Linked DNA regions of Mus musculus: regions 1, 3, 4 and 5 are each linked to region 2. Evidence: chromatin contacts called from public HiCAR-type and promoter capture Hi-C data. All regions are on one chromosome and are shown on one strand. Each heading gives the region's core, a stretch centred on a gene start, on an enhancer-like site or on the middle of the called end of the contact. The rest is flanking DNA. Distances are from core to core; before and after follow the strand shown.

What was found. Promoter capture Hi-C pulls out the DNA fragments that hold promoters and counts their contacts. HiCAR-type assays count read pairs that join an accessible place to other places.
Region 1: a contact with region 2 is called in a promoter capture Hi-C map of hippocampal neurons, with 2.2 times the contacts expected there. The contact joins the enhancer-like site here to the promoter of Lxn in region 2. A contact is called at or near these places in 2 of 39 promoter capture datasets (the 3T3-L1 cell line and hippocampal neurons) and 3 of 115 datasets of contacts at active chromatin or transcription factors (astrocytes, embryonic stem cells and stem cell-derived neural progenitor cells).
Region 3: a contact with region 2 is called in a HiCAR-type map of astrocytes, with 4 times the contacts expected there. The contact joins the enhancer-like site here to the promoter of Lxn in region 2. A contact is called at or near these places in 7 of 39 promoter capture datasets (the 3T3-L1 cell line, cranial neural crest, embryonic stem cells and 3 more) and 2 of 115 datasets of contacts at active chromatin or transcription factors (astrocytes and embryonic stem cells).
Region 4: a contact with region 2 is called in a promoter capture Hi-C map of hippocampal neurons, with 6 times the contacts expected there. The contact joins the promoter of Ptx3 here to the promoter of Lxn in region 2. A contact is called at or near these places in 7 of 39 promoter capture datasets (the 3T3-L1 cell line, 3T3-L1-derived adipocytes, hippocampal neurons and 2 more) and 1 of 115 datasets of contacts at active chromatin or transcription factors (astrocytes).
Region 5: a contact with region 2 is called in a promoter capture Hi-C map of pre-B cells, with 2.4 times the contacts expected there. The contact joins the enhancer-like site here to the promoter of Lxn in region 2. A contact is called at or near these places in 3 of 39 promoter capture datasets (the HPC-7 cell line, embryonic stem cells and pre-B cells) and 3 of 115 datasets of contacts at active chromatin or transcription factors (astrocytes, large pre-B cells and pro-B cells).

What each region holds. Positions count from the first base shown.
Region 1 is chr3:68,506,835-68,510,714 of GRCm38.p6, forward strand. All of the region lies in intron 5 of Iqschfp (Iqcj and Schip1 fusion protein), which reads left to right. All of the region lies in intron 2 of Schip1 (schwannomin interacting protein 1), which reads left to right. Among named protein-coding and RNA genes, the nearest start is that of Gm22073, 39 kb to the right of the region's middle. Within about 2 kb of position 2,032, at least 170 of the 459 cell types and tissues checked have an H3K27ac peak or open chromatin away from gene starts, as enhancers often do. A contact at or near this core is called in astrocytes and stem cell-derived neural progenitor cells, where this site is marked.
Region 2 is chr3:67,461,464-67,465,287 of GRCm38.p6, forward strand. Lxn (latexin) reads right to left here and starts at 2,444. Exons shown (of 6, transcript NM_016753.4): 1 at 2,123-2,444; 2 at 896-958; 3 at 1-26. The coding sequence starts at 2,251. The region is part of intron 13 of Gfm1 (G elongation factor, mitochondrial 1); the gene reads left to right.
Region 3 is chr3:68,574,305-68,577,972 of GRCm38.p6, forward strand. The region is part of intron 5 of Iqschfp (Iqcj and Schip1 fusion protein); the gene reads left to right. The region is part of intron 2 of Schip1 (schwannomin interacting protein 1); the gene reads left to right. Among named protein-coding and RNA genes, the nearest start is that of Gm22073, 28 kb to the left of the region's middle. Within about 2 kb of position 2,232, at least 62 of the 459 cell types and tissues checked have an H3K27ac peak or open chromatin away from gene starts, as enhancers often do. A contact at or near this core is called in astrocytes and hippocampal neurons, where this site is marked.
Region 4 is chr3:66,218,013-66,221,629 of GRCm38.p6, forward strand. Ptx3 (pentraxin related gene) reads left to right here and starts at 1,875. Exons shown (of 3, transcript NM_008987.3): 1 at 1,875-2,179; 2 at 2,638-3,039. The coding sequence starts at 2,050. The region is part of intron 4 of Veph1 (ventricular zone expressed PH domain-containing 1); the gene reads right to left.
Region 5 is chr3:68,703,994-68,707,425 of GRCm38.p6, forward strand. No RefSeq gene overlaps it. Among named protein-coding and RNA genes, the nearest start is that of Il12a, 14 kb to the left of the region's middle. Within about 2 kb of position 1,783, at least 33 of the 459 cell types and tissues checked have an H3K27ac peak or open chromatin away from gene starts, as enhancers often do. A contact at or near this core is called in the HPC-7 cell line, pre-B cells and pro-B cells, where this site is marked.

The DNA of each region.
Region 1 (3,880 bases), core at 782-3,281, 1.0 Mb after region 2:
TATGTAAGTAAAAGTTAGGCCATTGGAGTTTGCTTTGTCAATGCATTTAAAAGACGGGACTCCTGGCCCTCCCTTCAGCCAGTTGTTTTGCCTAAGCTCTTCTGGCAAGAAGCCCTGCAGCTGCTTCAGTGGAGAAGAAAGGGACAGGAAGGAAGGCAAAGCCAAGGATCAGATGGAAGCTTGGAGGCTGAGGTGGAAGGATATCCTGATCCCAGAGCATCGAGAGAAACCAGAGCACCTCTGCAGGACTTGTCTCCAAAACCAAACAAAGTGGATAAGAAAGATAAGGAAGAAAGGCAGCCAGAGAAACGTGAGCAGAACACATGGTGAACCCTGTAAGCCCTGTGCCCCCGAGTGAGGGGTGTCAGAAAGAGTTCCTAAGCAGAGGCAATCTGCACCCTTACCCGCAGACTTTTCTGTTTTTCTTTTCTTTTTAAAATTAATTTATTTATTTACATCAAATGCTGCCTGCCTTCCCAGTCCGCTCCTCACTGAGACTCCCCCCCCCATCTCCCCTCCTCTTCTTCTCTGAGAGGGTGGGGTCCCCTGGGTATCCTCCTACCCTGGAGCATCAAGTCTCTGTCAGGGTAGGCTAGGCATCAGTGAGGAGCCTCTCTCACTGAGGCCAGACAGGACAGCCCTGTTGGGAACAGAATCCACAGTCAGGCTATAGCTATAGGGAGATCCTCTGCTCTAGTTGTTGGGGGACCCACACGGAGACTGAGCTGCACATCTGCTACATCTGTGCATATATGCTACATACGCGTTCATACCTGCTCTTTGGTTGGTGCCTTGGTCTCTGAGAGTTCCCCAAGGTCCAGGTTAGTTGATTATGTTGATCCTCCTGTGGGGTTGCTATCTCTTTTAGGGCCTTCAATTCTTCCCCCGACCTCTGTCCAATAATTTGACTATAGGTTTCTGCATCTGTTTCAGTCAGCCGATGGGTAGAACCTCCCAGAGGGCAGTGATCTTAGGCTCCTGTCTGCAAGCATAGCAGAGTATCATAAATAATGTCAGGGATTAGTGCTTGCCCATGGGATGGGTTTCAATTTAGGCTGGTTATTGGTTGGCCATCCCTTCTAGTCTGCTCCATCTTTGTCCCTGCATTTCTTTTAGACAGGACAAATTTTGGGTGGAAAGTTTTGTGGGTGGGTTGGTGTCCTCATCCCTCTAAATGGGCTGTGGACAACCACAAACTGTCACTTCTCATTGGCTCTAATTCTGTATTCACCAAGGAACCATGTGGGAGTGTAGTCTCCAAAGCAAGTCCGTTGGGCTTTTGTGACTGTGCTGGGTAAAGCCTGGCAGAGGAGGGGATCGACAGTTTAAACAGACAGGTAGACGTGGCCTGTGGTTTAGAGGACTGGATTAGTTATAAGGAACATACCCAGGAGATTGGAAATGGCATAAAAAGAGTGTTGAGACTCCTGCATACATGCAAAAAGGAAGAGAAATCAGGAAATTGGGATGTTCAACATTTATTGGCTGACCAGATGATTAGAGTTTTAAAATTTGAAACCTGAATGTGTTCTGGGCATAGTATGTCACTAGTAGAGGCTTGTTCAAGTGACGCAGTGTAGTCTCATAAAAATTTCCTCTTTACTCCTTTTTTTTTTTTTGTATTTGGCTGACAGGATGGTGAATTCTTCCCTGAGGCTTGTTAAAATCTTTTCCTAATTACATGTTTGATGTAGTGTAGATTATGATAGCACTAACCTAGCATTTCTTTCAGCAAAACCGTTTCCCAAACCAAAATGTCTTGAATGACTGCTTCAGTTCATGTGTTCCTGCCAATTCATTAGATGCCCTTCTCTGGGCAGAAGGAACCCTGGTGTCCTGTCCCAGGCTGTAATCGTCAGCGTACCCTCCTGCAGAGGATGCATGTGGGTGTGAAGGCCGACATGAGTTACCTTCCTGAAGCTCTGCAGTTTCCGTTAGGGAATTGACCTCTTTCCTTTGTGTGCTGTGTGCCTTTGGTTAGTGAGTGATTACAAGTGGCTGACTCATGCTCTGAGAGCTTCCATCTCAGCTGTTCCTCTGCCAGCTCTGCGTGGGTGGAAGGGCAGCCAGCCTTGGACTAGAGGTTCCGTGTGCTGGCTGTGAGGTCCTCTGAGCTGTTGTTAGACATAACTGCTGCCTAGCCTTGTCCTGTAGGAAATGTGGCTGTGGCTTCTTTCCCTCCCTCAGCTACTGCTCCTGTTCACTCTGTGTCTTAACATCAGAGCTGCTGGCTTCATTGTTCACAACAGGAACCCTAACTCGTAACCCTAAGCATACACTCCTATGGCATAAAACTCAAACTCAGATTGTGCCAGTTGTAGGCCTGTTAGCACTTAAATAGACATCTTTAACCAAATCATGGAATCTTGAAGCTTTGATCAGCCTTCAAGCCACTGGCCCAGTGTTCTTTAGGCTGCAGGCAGGGAAATAATCACACAAAGAGACAGAAATATGCTAGTTATCATAAACTGGACATGATCTATGAATACGTACACAGACCACAGGACTCATCTGCCCAGGGGCATCTGGTGCATACACCCTTACCCGCATGTCCTGCTCTGTGTCCCATCATACCATTTATGGGGTGACTGGATGGGAGTAAGGGAGCATCTGTGACATGGAAAGGGTAAGCATGACAGGCACATGGGAACTCAGCCTGCTGTGTTCATGGTGTAAGTAGCATTGTGCAGACATGGCAGCAGAGTTTGCTACGTTGTAGGCAAGTTTGTCCTCTGTGATCTCAGACCTTGATGCAGATGAAACTTACCATAAGGAAGGGTTATTAGCCTGCCCTGGAGCCAAACAGCAGCCTCATGCTTATCAGGAATAACAACCTATAATAAATACTATGCTATAGATCTCATTTTCAAGTAAGAACTGCTCTGCAACCATTCCTTACTTTGTGGATTGTGTGTTTTTTTATTTTTTTGTTTTTTGTTTTTTGTTTTGCATGTTCTAAGATGCAAGCCTTTAAGTTCTAAAGGGATAAATCTGCTCACTCTGCTTTGAATTAAGAGAAGTGGATGCTCACAGTCAGCTATTGGATGGAACACAGGGCCCCCAATGGAGGAGCTAGAGAAAGTATCCAAGGAGCTGAAGGGGTCTGCAGCCCTATAGGTGGAACAACAATATGAACTAACCAGTATCCCAGAGCTCATGTCTCTAGCTGCATATGTATCAAAAGATGGCCTAGTTGGCCATCATTGGGAAGAGAGGCTCCTTGGTCTTGCAAACTTTATATGCCTCAGTACAGGAGAACATCAGGGCCAAGAAGTGGGAGTGGGTGGGTAGGGGAGTGGGGCGTGGAGGGGGAGGATATGGGGGACTTTTGGGATAGCATTTGAAATGTAAATGAAGAAAATACCTAATTAAAAAAAAAGAGCATTCATATAAAAAAAAGAGTTGTGTTTTAAAGTTGTTTCTATGACGCTTTTCAGAAAAGCAGGCAGGTAGTTCACCAAGTGGTGAGAGAGAGAGAGGAGAGAGAGAGAGAGAGAGAGAGATGGGCCTGTCTATCCTTTGACACCCTCCCTTCTAAAAATGTAAAACACTAGCAAAAACTATGAAAGAGCAACCACATCCCCACTGTGTGGTGTTTAATTGTAAGAACAGTAGCTGTGGTGGCTAATCCGGATTGCCAACCTGAAACCTTTGAAAGAGTGATCCTAAACTGAAGAATTGCTTCAATCAGATTGGCTGGTGGGACATTCTCTTGTTTACTAATTGATATAAGTGGATCTAGCCCACTGTGGGCAGCACCATCCCCAGTTAGGTGGGCTATATATAAAAAATGTAGCAGAGCCAGGTGGTGGTGGTGGTGGTACACATCTTTAATCCTAGTACTTAGGAGGCAAGGAGGCAGAAGCAGTTGGATCTCCTA
Region 2 (3,824 bases), core at 1,194-3,693:
TCAGCTGTGCAGTTCACTGTAACTTGCTGTTGAGAGCATTTTTTACAAAAGTAACACAAAAGATCAGTCTTACAGATGGCCATTCATTGTTGTAAGTTTCTAGGTTCCAGAATCTTAGGAATGTTAGCCCTGTCTGTTAGTGGGGTGGTGGTTTACAATGTCAAATTTTAGCCTGACTGCCTACCAAAGGAGGGCTACCAAAGCTTGTTCCATACCCCCTCCCTCTGCTTGTGAAGCCACTGTTTCTCCCAAATGTGGCCCGAGCAGTCTCTCCTAATATAAAGTAAGGGTTGCAGCCTGCTATGGAGATGGCTGTCTAGTAGCTCAGTGCCTTTCAGGGGATTTCCTCTTGTTATCTCCTCGGGGAGAGGAAAACTTCCCACGGCTTCAAGATGGCTGTGGCGCCAACTACAGTTCCCTTCTTTTACATTTATTTCATTGATAATTTGACATGCATTCAAAATTTTCAAACTTTCCTGTCCCACTACTGCAAGATTAGTGGAATCACTGTTGGAGGTTCTATTGTTCCTGAATTTCTAAATGTACTTAATTTGAATATCCAATTAAAAACCAAAATAAAAGGCAGGCATGAGAAAACAGTCATGACTGGAGAGTAAATTACCTCTTTCAGTCCTACAAGGCGTGAATTCAGACTGCTTGGAATCTACTTAAGGGTAATTTATTTGAACTGAAACACAGACTTTTCTAAACAATTGAACAGAAAGAAAGTGCTCAGGCAGTCCACACTGGCTTGTGAAGCTCTGCCTGCAGAGCCATGGCTGCCCATACTCAGAATCTCCCAGCAGCCGCAGTGGAGGCCCAGGGTAAACCCTCAGCGAGAATGAGCCGCAACACTGAGAACGCACGCGTATTCTAGAAAAGACAGCTCACTTACTTTTTGGATAATTTCTTCCACAGAAAACTTAAGATGGTACTTGTGCCCTCTTCCTGGGATATCCTAAAATTAAGAAAAAAATATAGTGGAGAAAAGAATACTGTAATATATCACATCTTTTTAGTTAGGACATTCTTATTACGTGACTGGGAGGGTGGCTGGTGGGAAGAAATACACTAAAGTTTTGCGTCTTTTAAAACATCCCAGGGGTCTTGTTCTGACGTTCCTCATGACTGTACATCTTACCATCCTTCATCGCTTCCCAAGCCCGGCTGCTCAGGAAGGCGGTCATCGGGTGTCTAGCATGGACTTGGCAGTATCTAGCAAGTTTATTTAGGTAGGTCTAGGAAGCGGGTGGAAACGTACAGAGGACACAGATGCAGTGGCAGTAGGCACATCTTTGGAAGGGTTTGTCTTAAAGCCGGGGGTACCAGAGTGTTCAGTGAGTAAACGACGTGTGGTGGATGAGTGCCAAGTGCTCAGAGACAGTGTGTGTAAGTGCTGTTGATACTGTCCTGTCAAACACCACTTCAAAAGACCTTATGAATAGATCATTTAGATATCCCCCTTTTAAATGAAAGCCAGTTTTGAAGTGTGTAACTAATTTATATTATCTAGTACAGTTTCGAAAATAAAAATCATTTCTTTGTCAGCCAAAAAAATCTTGAGCTGTAAGAAAAAAAAAATAGGGACACTCGCTAGGTAGGTGAGGCCCTTTAGCCTAGCCGGCTTCAGCAGAGGCAAGGCTGCATGTCAGGCAGGATGTGGGCGGCTGGAGCCCGAGCAGCCCACACTGCCTTTGTTTTTTCCTCGGGGCGAATTTCTTGCGTTTTCCCGTCGTTTTGGGCAAAGGGCTTAAGAGTTACTCTTAAAAGTTTATGGAGTCGTTTGGAGGCCATGAGCTTTTGTTGGCCAAGGCTAGCTAGCGGCAGATGGAGAAACTATAACAGCTTCCAGATTGTTTAGAATGCTGTCTTCCCTAGACCTCTTCTCTCCACAGGAAAGGGTGAGATTAACCCCGTGTATTTCCCAATCCCTTAAACTAATATGCACAAAATCTGGCTGCATAGGTCCTCTGCTTTACCGTGAAAGCAAACAGTTCTGGGATGAGTCCCATATAGGGGAGCTCATAGCAATGCTATTCAGAGGCAGAGCAGGGTCCCGCGGCCGGGATGGGGTGGGGGCAGTAGGGGGAGCCGATCGCAGGGCTTCTCCTCGCAGACTCACCTCCTTGCTGGCCTGCTGGACCGTCTGCACCAGGAACAGCTTGTGGGGAGTCCCCTGCTGGTAGTTAATGCAGTTCTCCGCCACCGAGGCGGCCCTGGACGCAGCATAGTGGGTGGGTGGGATTTCCATCTTGGGGGAGACAGCGCGGGCTATCCTAGTTCAAAGAGATCACGGCGGGTGCAGCCAGGGTCCCGTCAGTGTGGAGTGCTGGCCAGCCGAGTGGGTGTCCAAGTGGGTGTCGGTGAGGTGGTGAAGTCAGTCGGTAGCTGGGCTGGGCGTGCGCGCTTGCTCGCTCCTCAGCGCCTTCCTTCCCTCTTCCTCCTTCACTCAGGAAACCGTTCGGGCAGTGGCTCTGCCGGGAGCCTCGGCCCCGCCCTGGGGTAGGCGGGCACCTCCGGGAGAAAAGCTCGGGCATTCCCTCCGGCTCCCGCGGGTCTGGGCAGGTGTGGAGCGGGAGGGAGAACCTGGAGGAAGGGGAAGGGCTTTCTGGCCTTGCCTCGATGGGTCCTTCTGAGGGCTTCAGCTGCCGGATGAGGAATCGCTGGCTGTTTCACGTACAGATTAGAGTACACCTCTCCTTTTTCAAACGGGCTGTCACGGGGCAGGGGGCAAAGTGCTCCAAGTGTAATTCAGCCCTTACCCTTCCCTTTGTGAGACTCTTGCTCAGCCAGGTTCCTTTAGAGGCAGATCCAGAGTGGGAAAGCAGAAAAGCCATTTTAAAACGTTGGGAGACTGGTCAGGATCAGAGGAAATACTTCCCCATTCATAAGACCTTAGTGATCTTAGAAATATAAAGCTTAATGAGCGTGAACCACCACTCCCATCTTTCTTGAAATCCTATTTTAATGACTTTTTATGTGTATGTGCACACGTGTGTGCAGGCACATCAGATTACCCGGGAGCTGGAGTTGTGTGCCACACAGTATGGGTGCTGGGGACCAAACTCAAGTCCTCTGCCTCAGCTGCCGAGCCAACTCTCCAGCCCCATCTCTATTTCTCTTAAAAGGTAGATGGTTGGAGGCTTTCTGGGTAGACTGTCTATGTTGCAGCCACTCTGCAGAGAAGGGGAAGGTGCCCTGTGGGACACGTGTTGCTTTCCTCGTGTGCTAATGGAGCTTTCCTATAACTGAGGACTTTCTTTGGGCCCAGTGGATTATTAAATACCAACCAACTCAGTTCGTTCATTCCCCATCTTTTCTAGTTATGTTAGCCAACAGCAATGAAGCAGCTAGGGGATAACAAGTCTAACTTTTTTTTTTTCTCTTGATATTGGAAATGTTTGTCTTTTTAGCTGTAAGCCAACCCCTTTAGGAGAGAGTGTGTGTGTGAGTATGGGCTTCCAAAGTGAGCATTTTAAAGTCTAACGAATAGTCAAAGATTCTGTATTTAATAATTAGTATAGACTGGCATGATGGCACTTGAGGTTTCTTAAAATTGTAATTATTACTTAAAAGGGAAACTTTTTCATTTAAACATTAAATAAACTGAATTGCAAGAATATCATTCCTAGCCTTGTGCCTTCTTTTAAAATGTCTTTCTTAGAGTTTTTGCCTGCATGATGTGTGTGTGTGTGTGTGTGTGTGTGTGTGTGTCCCTATTGCCCAAGGAGGTGTCAGTAAAAGGTGTCAAATTCCATGGGACTGGAGTTAGAGATGACTGTGAGCCACCATGTTGCAGGGAATCAAATCCCAGTCTGCAAGAG
Region 3 (3,668 bases), core at 982-3,481, 1.1 Mb after region 2:
TAGCCCTGATGCCAAGTCTTAATCCTGCTTAGAAACCTTAGTTTTAGAACCCATCTGGCGTCACATACGATTGGGTTTAGAAAAAAATGATTTCTCTAAATCCTTAGCTTGATGCAGTCCCAAGTCACTGGTGTTATCAACATTTTTTTTCCTCAGAAACTTGCCCCCCCCCCCCCCGCCGCCGCTTTTTTTTTTTTTTTTTTTTGGCCTGGGACCTATTTGTATGTTAAAATGGCAGTGTAGAGCAGTTGTGGCATATTGCTTAGGCTAGTAGGGCTTTTTGTTTTGTTTTATTTTTTTGAACCAGAATTTCACTCTGTATACAAGACAGGCTTGGAGCTCACAAATGTCATCCGGCCTGTGCCTCCCCAGTGCTGAATGCCCATGTCGCCAATCCCAGCAGGTGAGCGCTCCTAAGGGGTTAACAGAGGTTCGTTGGCAGGTTGATTATTTTCTCGCATCCGTGATGTCTAGTGGGATTTCTGGAGGGCCTTCTAATGGAGCAGCTATGAGTGGGGGCTCAGACTCCAGGCTCCTGAATGCTGTGTGCATATCTTGGCGCACACATATAGATGCTGCCAGTGCTATATCATCAGATGGCAACAGGGTTCTTCTAAACGACTTACTGGTCTCTGTCCTTGTCTCTCATCACTCACAGTTTGTTTCCAACATGGTATCCAGAATAAGCTGTTAAAATCAAGGTCTTATCATGTGCCACATCCCCAAATATCTTGAAAGTTTATCATCCCGCTTAGAAGAGGAACCTTGTTATTCACAGGACCTGGGCTTTATACCAGTGTCTCCCACCTCTCCATCCCCTCACCTCCATTTCCTCCTGGGGTCCAGCTCTGCTTGCCTTTACTCGTCCGTTCAGTCCCTCTGGTCCACCTGGTACACTCCCCTCCCCAACCCCACCCCCAGAGGCTTGTCACATTTACCATTGGGTGCATACTTGTGCTAAAACATTGTTAGCCCTTCATCTGGAATTCACAGTGCACTGAGCAACCCTACCCTACACCTTGTTCTTTCTTCAGGCCTTTTCTGGGGGTGCCGCCTCTTTAGACAAGCCTCAAGTTTTCCTACTTTTCATTATAGTTCCCAAATTTGTCTTTATAGTAAGCATTTGCCACCACCAATGAGTACCAATTTTACTTCACTGTCTGTGTTTGGTTTCCATTGCTGTATGAGAATGGCTTCTTTTCTAAGGTCTCCAGTACCGTGCATGGGCAGACATGTCTGACCAAGTAAAAAGGCATTGTGAATACTCTCCTCCTTCCCTCTTCGGACTTGCCTTTCTGTGAGGGATGCGGGTTGCCCTCTTTCCCCTTACGTCCATTTTCTCATCTCTGAAATGGGGTTTTGCCTGTTGACACAGCATAGCCATTGTCTGGTCCTCTGCCAGAGGCCATGCCTCTGCACAAGCAAGTCAGCCATTACTAATTTAGAGCCACCTTGCTCCTGTGACTGTTTCTTCTGTGTTTTTGGAACCTCATCAAGCCACGTGTCACTTCCGTCTCCACTGTTCCAGGCTGATAGAGGCTCAATCGATCCTGCGCTGTTGGTGATATGCTGGCCAAGAGCTTATGTGTCTCCTCTGAAGCCAGTGTCTGGATAGATATCCTGTGCCCCAAGCTACCTGAGCCAAGGGAGAGTGGGCAGAGGAATTCTGCTGGGGAATTTTCCATGGTAGTTTCAAGTCACCCTGCTTTTCTGATCTCCCTTCCGAGGGGTTCACATGAACCTCCAGCTCACTAAGTCATGCGTTGTCACTTTCGGTCTTCACCCCGTTAAAAAGCAGAGCTGTCTGCTGTCGACCTCCATTTTCCAGTCTTGGGAGGAAGCCAATCTCTTCTTCAAGCAGAGAATCTTGCCCACTGCTTCAGGCCTGGCAGCCTTCAAAAGGCCAAATTCTTCTAAATTGATTCTGATGGACGGCTTAGAAATATTGTTAACTTGTAAGCACAAGTTTAGGTCAAGGGGGTCCATTGAGCTTAAAAACTCCCAACTATTTTTTTCTCTTCTCCTGCAGTGTTGTTTGGGGGTAAGTACAGAATGGGAAACAATGACAGGCTTTCATCCCCCCCACCCCCCACTTGCTGTAGCTTAAATGACCAGCTCTGATCTAGATCACACCCTTGAATTCCTAGCTACTGTAGCCACTGTGGGAATGGAGACACAGAAGAGATAAAAGGGCATGTGACTAGCTCCCATCCACCTCCCTCCCCAGCACAGAGTCCCTTCTTCAGGCGCAATCAGGAATCTTTAATGTTTCTCCAGTCCCTTCGGATGGAGTCCAGACCCTTTTGCGTGGATTCAAGGCCTGGCAGGGATCCAAACCCTGGCAGAAGCACTTCTCCCTCTCTCCCCCTCCCTCTTCCCTCCGGATTGCTCGCTGCCCCCACACTCTTTGTCCCTGCTGTGCTGCCTCCAGCTGGGCTGCCTTCCGCCCACACACCACCTGCCCACACCTTTTGCCAGCTACATTCAAGGCGCAAATGCCAACACCTCCTGCAGAAAACTTCCTCCCCATCAAATGTCTCCCCTGCACTCTTCTCACTCGTGAGCACCTCTTCACAAGGCTGTAACCTGTGTCTGCTTCACCCATTAGAGAAAGACCCCTAAGGACAAGATCCTTGTGTCAATTTTTAGAGGGCTCTGCCTTACACATAGATTATACGTTTATTAAATGTTTGCTGGACTCCATTTCCGGCAGTTGGTATGCTCTGAGACCTGAGAATCAGAGAGCAACCCAGATCTCTGCCTTGCAGCAGGAATTCAGCAAAGCTGAACCCAGCACTATAGGGACCAGCTACGAGGCTTCTGCACCTCCATTGCCAATGCTTTAAACATCCTATATGCCAGAACAGAGAGACACAGGGCAACGAGCAGTCGCTGAATGAAGGAGATGCACACCCAAGCCCAGTCCAGTCTGGAGAATCCCTCCATGCCTGCTGGTTTCACCCCAAGATTTTGCCATCCTGCCTCATGATATATCATCTGGCAGGTTTGCACTTTTTCTTTCTTTCTTTTTTTTGTAAGCTTTATTATTTTAAAATGTATGCAATAAATGAAAATATCACACACCAAAATTAAGCAGACCCAAGGCTGGCACTAGTAGGTAGAACTTCTTCTTTCTAAACAGCTAGACTTGGCATTCAAAACAGGACCTCTGAAGCTTCAACTACGTTACACTCGTTTAATGCTAAATATACTTTATGCACCCATCCAAACAAGCAAGACTGTGACAGCTAGAAAAACAATTAGCTTTATGCCCTCCTTCATAACTCATGCCTATTACCGGCATGCGGTCCTTCATCCCTCCTTATCCTTAGCTCCTCCAGCTTACCTCAGAGATCCTGCTAAGCTGTCCATCATTGTCTCTCTCCGGGTTCTTCCGTACTTACTTGAGGCAAGTATTCACTGACAACCTGCCTTTCCAACCCACTCTTTTCTTTCTTTCTTTCTTTCTTTCTTTCTTTCTTTCTTTCTTTCTTTCTTTCTTTCTTTCTTCCTTCCTTCCTTCCTTCCTTCCTTCCTTCCTTTCTTTCTTTCTCTCTCTCTCTTTCTTTCTTTCTTTTTTCTTCCTTCCTTCCTTCCTTCCTTCCTTCCTTCCTCCCTCCCTCCCTCCCTCCCTTCCTCTCTCTCTCTTTCTTTCTTTCTATTCTCCT
Region 4 (3,617 bases), core at 625-3,124, 1.2 Mb before region 2:
GACTGAAAGACATTATTTTCTATAGCTTCCAGAAGAAACCATCAGAAAAAGGGCCCGAAATCACTCAGACTTGTTATCTTCTGTCTTCTGAAGTCCAGATCTAGCCATACCACTCATGGGCATATACTCAAAAAATGCTCCACCAAACTACAGAAACACCTGCTCTACTATGTTATAGCAGCCTTATTTGTAATAGTCAGAAACTAGAAACAACTCAGGTGTCCATCAACTGAAGAATGGATCAAGTGTGGTACATTTACACAATGCGATATTACTCAGCTATTAAAAACAAAGACATCGTGAAATTTGCAGGCAAATGGATGGAACTAGAAAAGATCATCCTGAGTGAGGTAACCCAGGCCCAGAAAGACACACATGGTATGTGCTCATTTGTAATTGGACATTAGCCATACAGTACAGGTAACTATGCTACAATCCACAGACATTGAAAGAACAGTAAGCATTTTTATCCAGTTCTTCCACATTGCTTTTTCAGACAGGGTCTCTCGTGGGCCTTAACTTGCCCAATAGGCTTAGCTGTTTAGCCAGGGATCCCAGAGGCTCTCTGTACTGGCATTAGGACCTCACAGCACCACATCAGGTTTCTTAATGTGGACTCTAGAAACTGAACTCGAGCCCACAGCCTTAGGAGAAAAGCACCTTACAAAGCTGTGGCTCCACACTGCCCTTTAAACAATATCGTATTGTCTCATATTGCCATCGCTTTCTGATGGCTTTAACGGTTTCAAACATACCCTGTCTTTAGCCGTGATCTCAAATAAGTGAAGCTCTTGAGCAGGGGCCTGATGCCTTTTGACTTTGTGTTGATTCATGCTTATGATGCCCTGTTCCCTCCGTGTCTAGCTATGTTTAACTGTGGATTCATTTTTATTGTGGTGGATGGTACATGCATGTGCATTCCAGATGCGTGAGGGCACTCAGGCCAGGAAAGCCACTCATGAGTCTCTGTCAGGAGCAGAGGAATTTACCTATGGAAATCCAAGAGGCAGCCTTCTGAGAGGCCTGGCCTGAGGGTAGTAGCCCTGCCATCATGATCAGGATGTGACTGGTAACCCTCCCCCTCCATCTCCTTTGTATATTGGAGACTTGTATCAGCTCAGGGGTATCCTCTGGGAGTGGTTCCCTCTAGATCTGTGTAGTTTTTTAGATCTTGCTTTATTTGGAGTTTATTCAAATGTTTTAATTTTTTATCACTATTATTATGACTTATCAACACCTATCTAGGTACTTTGCACTGGGGGAGGGGGCAGGTTTTACACACACACACACACACACACACACACACACACACACACAGTCACTAATGTAAATTTAAAACAGGACCTTGATAGGATATGTCAAGAATACCCAAGCACCTAAAGCCACTATATTCCCGCCCTCACTTTCCTGTTTTACTGGGTTTTGACCCAGCCATACTGTGTTTTTTAGTTGCTCCACCAGAGGAGTCAAGACTAGTTAGTCAAGATTGACTTCTAGAGTCATAAAAATTCTTAATGGGTTATTTTGGAGTCACGGAATCATTTTCTATAGCTTGGTCTTGAGAAAGTATCCAAAGGAAAAGTGAAAAAAAAAAGTTTTCCATAACTTCAGGGGTTGTGGAGTAATGAAAGCTCACACCAAATGCCAAAATGATAATTCGCCCTGTACCTCTGTGCTCCTCACCCCCCAAAGCGCTAGCACTTCAGGTTACAGCAACTAATCCTCAGGGGCACCAGAAAAGTCCAGCTTCCCTCCCCTTCTCCCCCTGACTCGCCTCTAATTAATCTGCCTGCAGTGTGGACCTCGGTGGTTTAACATTGTGCAACCTCTTCAGCTCCCTTGCCCTCCCACCCAACCCCCTCCCCCAAATCCAGGGGAACTCCCTCGCGCTGTGCCACCGACATTAGTCATTCATCCCGCTCATGCTTTGGAGCGTTTATTAAGGGCTTCACTCCTGCCTCACACTATCTCTCCCGGGCTCAAACTCGGATCACTGTAGAGTCTCGCTTCTTCCCCTGCGGCTGCGAAGCAAATTTCGCCTCTCCAGCAATGCACCTCCCTGCGATCCTGCTTTGTGCTCTCTGGTCTGCAGTAGTGGCTGAGACCTCGGATGACTACGAGCTCATGTATGTGAATTTGGACAACGAAATAGACAATGGACTTCATCCCACCGAGGACCGTAAGTTCATTTTTAACTCTCTCAGCGTATCAAAACTACATAACTCACTTTTTGGGGGGCGCGATTAACATAATTAACATAGATAGCCAATGAAGCAAGCTAAAATTATACTTTATTTGTGAAAGCAAGGACTGGGGGAAAAAAGGAAAGCAAGAAAGCAAGGACTATCTGAGAAAAGCCAGAGGTTTTAAATTATTTTTGTAACATTTATGATGAGTTAAGTTATACGAAATCTTTAACTGTTTTTAGCTATATTAATGGCATTTTCTCAGTTAGTTTAACATGTCCTATAAAGAATAGTCCTGTGTCATCTTTGAGTTTACACGCACGCTGTTTTCAGAGCTATCCTTAGAAGGAGAGCGGTTGCTGGGGACAGGCTGAAACTTGGAGTCACCAAGAGTGCAACCCATGGCCACCCAGGACAAGCTGATAACACTTGTGTGTGTCCTGCGTTCTAGCCACGCCATGCGACTGCCGCCAGGAGCACTCGGAGTGGGACAAGCTGTTCATCATGCTGGAGAACTCGCAGATGCGGGAGGGCATGCTGTTGCAGGCCACCGACGACGTCCTCCGTGGAGAGCTGCAGCGGCTGCGGGCAGAGCTGGGGCGGCTGGCGGGCGGCATGGCGAGGCCGTGCGCAGCCGGTGGCCCCGCAGACGCCAGGCTGGTGCGGGCGCTGGAGCCGCTGCTGCAGGAGAGCCGTGACGCGAGCCTCAGGCTGGCGCGCCTGGAGGACGCGGAGGCGCGGCGACCCGAGGCGACAGTGCCTGGCCTAGGCGCTGTGCTGGAGGAACTGCGGCGGACGCGCGCCGACCTGAGCGCCGTGCAGAGCTGGGTCGCCCGCCACTGGCTGCCCGCAGGTAAGCCCACGGTCGGCTCTGTCCCTAGAGGCAAGCTTTTGTGGGGACCCTCACACTCAGAGCCCCAGTACTTTTCATAGGCACACTCACAGAGCTCACACCACGCCAGGCAGGCTCATTGCCTTTTAAAAGTATTTCCAAGCCCGAGGAACCCAAAAGAAAAAAACGAGGATTTAAACCATCAGTCTGGAAGTTGACGTCAGAGGTTCCTGATACCGGATCCGACCAGATATTGAAGGAGTCCATTGGCAGGTGTTTAACAGTGACCCTCCTCGCTGCCCCGAGTCCCTCCGTTAGGGATTTCCAAGTCTTCTAATTTTATCCCGTCACTTTCTTTAGGCCAGCTCCTGTTTCCTCCGACTATTTCAGGGCCCTGGCTAACTTCAGCGACTTTCCCAGCCCCTTGGCCGACTCCTCCCCCTCTGCTCCTTCTGAGTTGACTGGAGCCTAATTGGATCTCCTGCAGACTCAGCAGAATCCCTTCAGGGTTCCCTCATCCCAGTTTAGTTCCACAGTGAAGGTCAAGGGGGGCATGCTTTATAAAGTCAGGCGCAGGAGTCAGAGGGAGTAGATGACGG
Region 5 (3,432 bases), core at 533-3,032, 1.2 Mb after region 2:
TGACGTGGCAGCAACAATTAGAAATGAAGCTAAGGCATGTCCTACTCACGAAGCATGACAGTGCCAGCCCTTAGAGGTGAGTGTGTGTGACTCTGTGTGTGTGTGTGTGTGTGTGTGTGTGTGTGTACATGTGTGTTTGTGTGTGTGTCTATGTTTCTGTGTGTGCATACCTGTGTGTATGAGAGAGAGGGTGTGTGTACATGTGTGTATTTGTATTTGTATGTGTATGTGTGAGTATGTGTGTATGTGTGTATGTGAGTGTGTGCATACATGTGTGTGAGAAAGAGAGGGTTGTGTATGTATGTGTGTGTGTGTGTGTGTGTGTGTGTGTGTGTGTGTACATGTGTGTTTGTGTGTGTGTCTATGTTTCTGTGTGTGCATACCTGTGTGTATGAGAGAGAGGGTGTGTGTACGTGTGTGTATTTGTATGTGTATGTGTGAGTATGTGTGTATGTGTGTGTGTGTGTGCATACATGTGTGTGTGAAAGAGAGGGTTGTGTATGTGTGTGTGTGTGTGTGTATGTGTGTGTGTGTGTGTGTGTGTGTGTGTGTGTGCACCAGCAGCTAACGCTTTGAGTGCTGTGTGTGCTTGCTCACATTACTCTATAGAGGAGCCTGAGGCTGGAAGCATGTCGGTTCTCCTGGTGGGTAGGTGGCACATGCTCATTTGTACCAGTAAACCCGAAAAGTACCTTTCTCTGCCCATATCAAAGTCACAGTAAATCAAAGGAGCATTTCCTCTCCACGACTATGCCGTCCTCACAGTGACCGAGGCTTCTGGACTGCTTCACTTCCCCCAGAAAACTTCCAGTACAAAAAGTGTCACATTACTTATAAATGTGCATGCCTCTAGCTCCTGGCACTCAACAACAGGAGTGAAAAGAAAGTGCCACGGGAGAAGAGACTGAAGGAAAGGAGGTCCAATGACCGGCCCAACTTGAGATCCATCTCCTGGGGGGCCACCAAGGCTGGACACGATTCCTGATGCTATGATGTGCTTACAGACAGGAGCCTGAATGGCTGTTCTTTGAGAAGCCCTACCAGCCGCTGAGACAGACACAGATACTTACATCCAACCATTGGACTGAAGTTGGGGACTCCTATGGTTGAATTAGGGGAAGGGTTAAAAAATCCGAAAAGGAGGGCAACCCCATAGGAAGACCAGCAGTGTCACCTAATCCAGACCCCAGGGAGCACTCAGAAACTGATCCACCAGCCAGGAGAATACATGGGCTGGTCCAAGACCCCTGGCACATATGTAGCAGAGGACTGCCTGGCCTCACTGGGAGAAGATGTGTTTAATCTTAGAGAGGCCCCAGGAAAGGGGGAGGATTGAGTGGAGCACCCTCTGGGAGGCAAGAGGAAGAAGGAATTCGATGAGGAACTGTGGGAGGGGGGACTGAGGGAGGCAACAACTGGAATGCGAATAAATAAAATAATTTAAATTTAAAAAGAAAGAAAGTGCCACGGGCTTCCCCAGGTTTCTCATTTCCTTTTCTAAACCAAGTATAGTCCAATAAAGTATTCTTCATAAATTAGTTCCAATTACTAAAGCAAAGGCAAAACATTAAAAAATATATGCTTGCTCCCTTCGAAATAGCTATACATGTTATAACATACAATGTGTATAAGTACGACTTTTAATAATTTAAATATCTGGTTGGGTGGTTAAGTGGTTACCATACTTTAAAAATAATTCCTTGCTGGCAGAGCATATACCACAGTAGTAAATGTGACTTCCTTCCTGTTCAGATGTATCAGTCAGAAACACATCCTGGGTTGGACGGATAGCTCAGTTTTTAAACTATTTCTCTAGCATTCACGAGGTTGCAGGGGGCGGGAGGGGGGGATGGCTCCATTTCTCCTGCACCCCTTTATAGAGAGGCAGAACCAGGGCTGAGAGCAGAGCTGGAGCAAAGTGGTTTTCCTCACAGAGGAGGAGAAGAGCAAGGGGTGTGGTGTAGGGTTCCTAAATAATCCTGATGACCAAGTGTCTGTGACCTCGGTCCTCCAAATGTGCCCCACTTTCTAGAGTTTTCACCACTCCCCAATACCATCAGCAGGCAACCAAGACTGAGTCTTCGAACAACATTTCAGGTCCAAACCATAGCACCAAGCAAACATCGCATATTCTATTCCACACTGCTCCCAAGAGAGGCAGCTCAGGGGTCCCAATGGAGTCCTGGTAACAGCACCTCCCCAAACCCTCTCTCCTCAGTGACTGCCTACGCAGCGACTCCATTTTTGAGAGCTTTTTCAGTGCATGCGCCAGGTAAGTTTCCTTTTCTGTCATGGTTTATATATAAAATGCACCCACAAAAGCTTAGGTGTGCCAACACTTGGTTCGCCAACTACTGACAAGATTTTAAAAGGTTGTGAAATTTTAAGAGATGAGGACTGGATGGTAGAAATAGGTCATCGGGTTCAGGCTTTTAGGGCATCAGCTCAGCCAGCTACCAGCTAGAGCCCTCTAAGGCAGCCGTGGAGTGACACTGCCGACCCTGCCGCAGGCACTGCTATTCCAACCTCTCCCAGCCCTGTGGACTGTATCCCCTCCAACTAGGAGCCAAACAAATCCCTGCTTTCTCAAGTCCTTCCTGTCGGGTAGTCTCCCACAGAGACCGGAAACGGAAGTAATACTCTTACTCAAACAGGTTTTGAAACGAAGGCAAAGACAAAAACTCCCAGAATTGATTCAAGCCACTCGTGTCCTTATTTCTGTAACAGAACCTTTTGGCTTTTTACCTTTTACTTTTTAGCTTTCCAAGCTTGCCTGAGGAGACTAATGTTGCTATAAATGCAAGGAGTGTCTTCTCAGCTGAAAATCAAGCTTGTAGCAAATGGGTTCAGCCCTTCTGAGACAGGAGCCGGCTGTGAATGGGCTAATGCAGGATGAAGGTGGGTGACTGGCTCAAGGAACTCTAACCAAGGAATGTCCATCAACACGGGGCAAAAATGAACAGAACTCCATCTATGGACTCCAGGGCACAACTGCAAGTCTGGCCAGCAGTCAGAATTCACCCAGGGCCTCCCAACAGCGTCAGAAACTGGAAAGCCATCGTCAGAACTCCTCAGACCTGTGTATCAGGGAGGCCTGGAAATGTCTGAAATCTCCATCCCAGCACTGCATCTCAGGTCCCCTAACCTGGGGTTAAGCCTTTCAGCAGGCACCAACTGCTCTACCCCAGGAACTCCAGACCATGGGCAAATGTCCAGCCCCACCATTCTCATAGGGACACAATCATCAAACAGGGGTCCTTAGAGAGTGTCATGAAATATGCTTCTACATGAAGACGTGAAGAGGAAGCTTCCTGTGAACCCAAGCACCAATATAACCCAGCAAGCTCAGGATACAGAAGAGTCCCCCTCCTCATCTGATCAGGAATTAATAGTAAAATATTTGGTTTAAATAAAAACATCTCAGAAACTGAG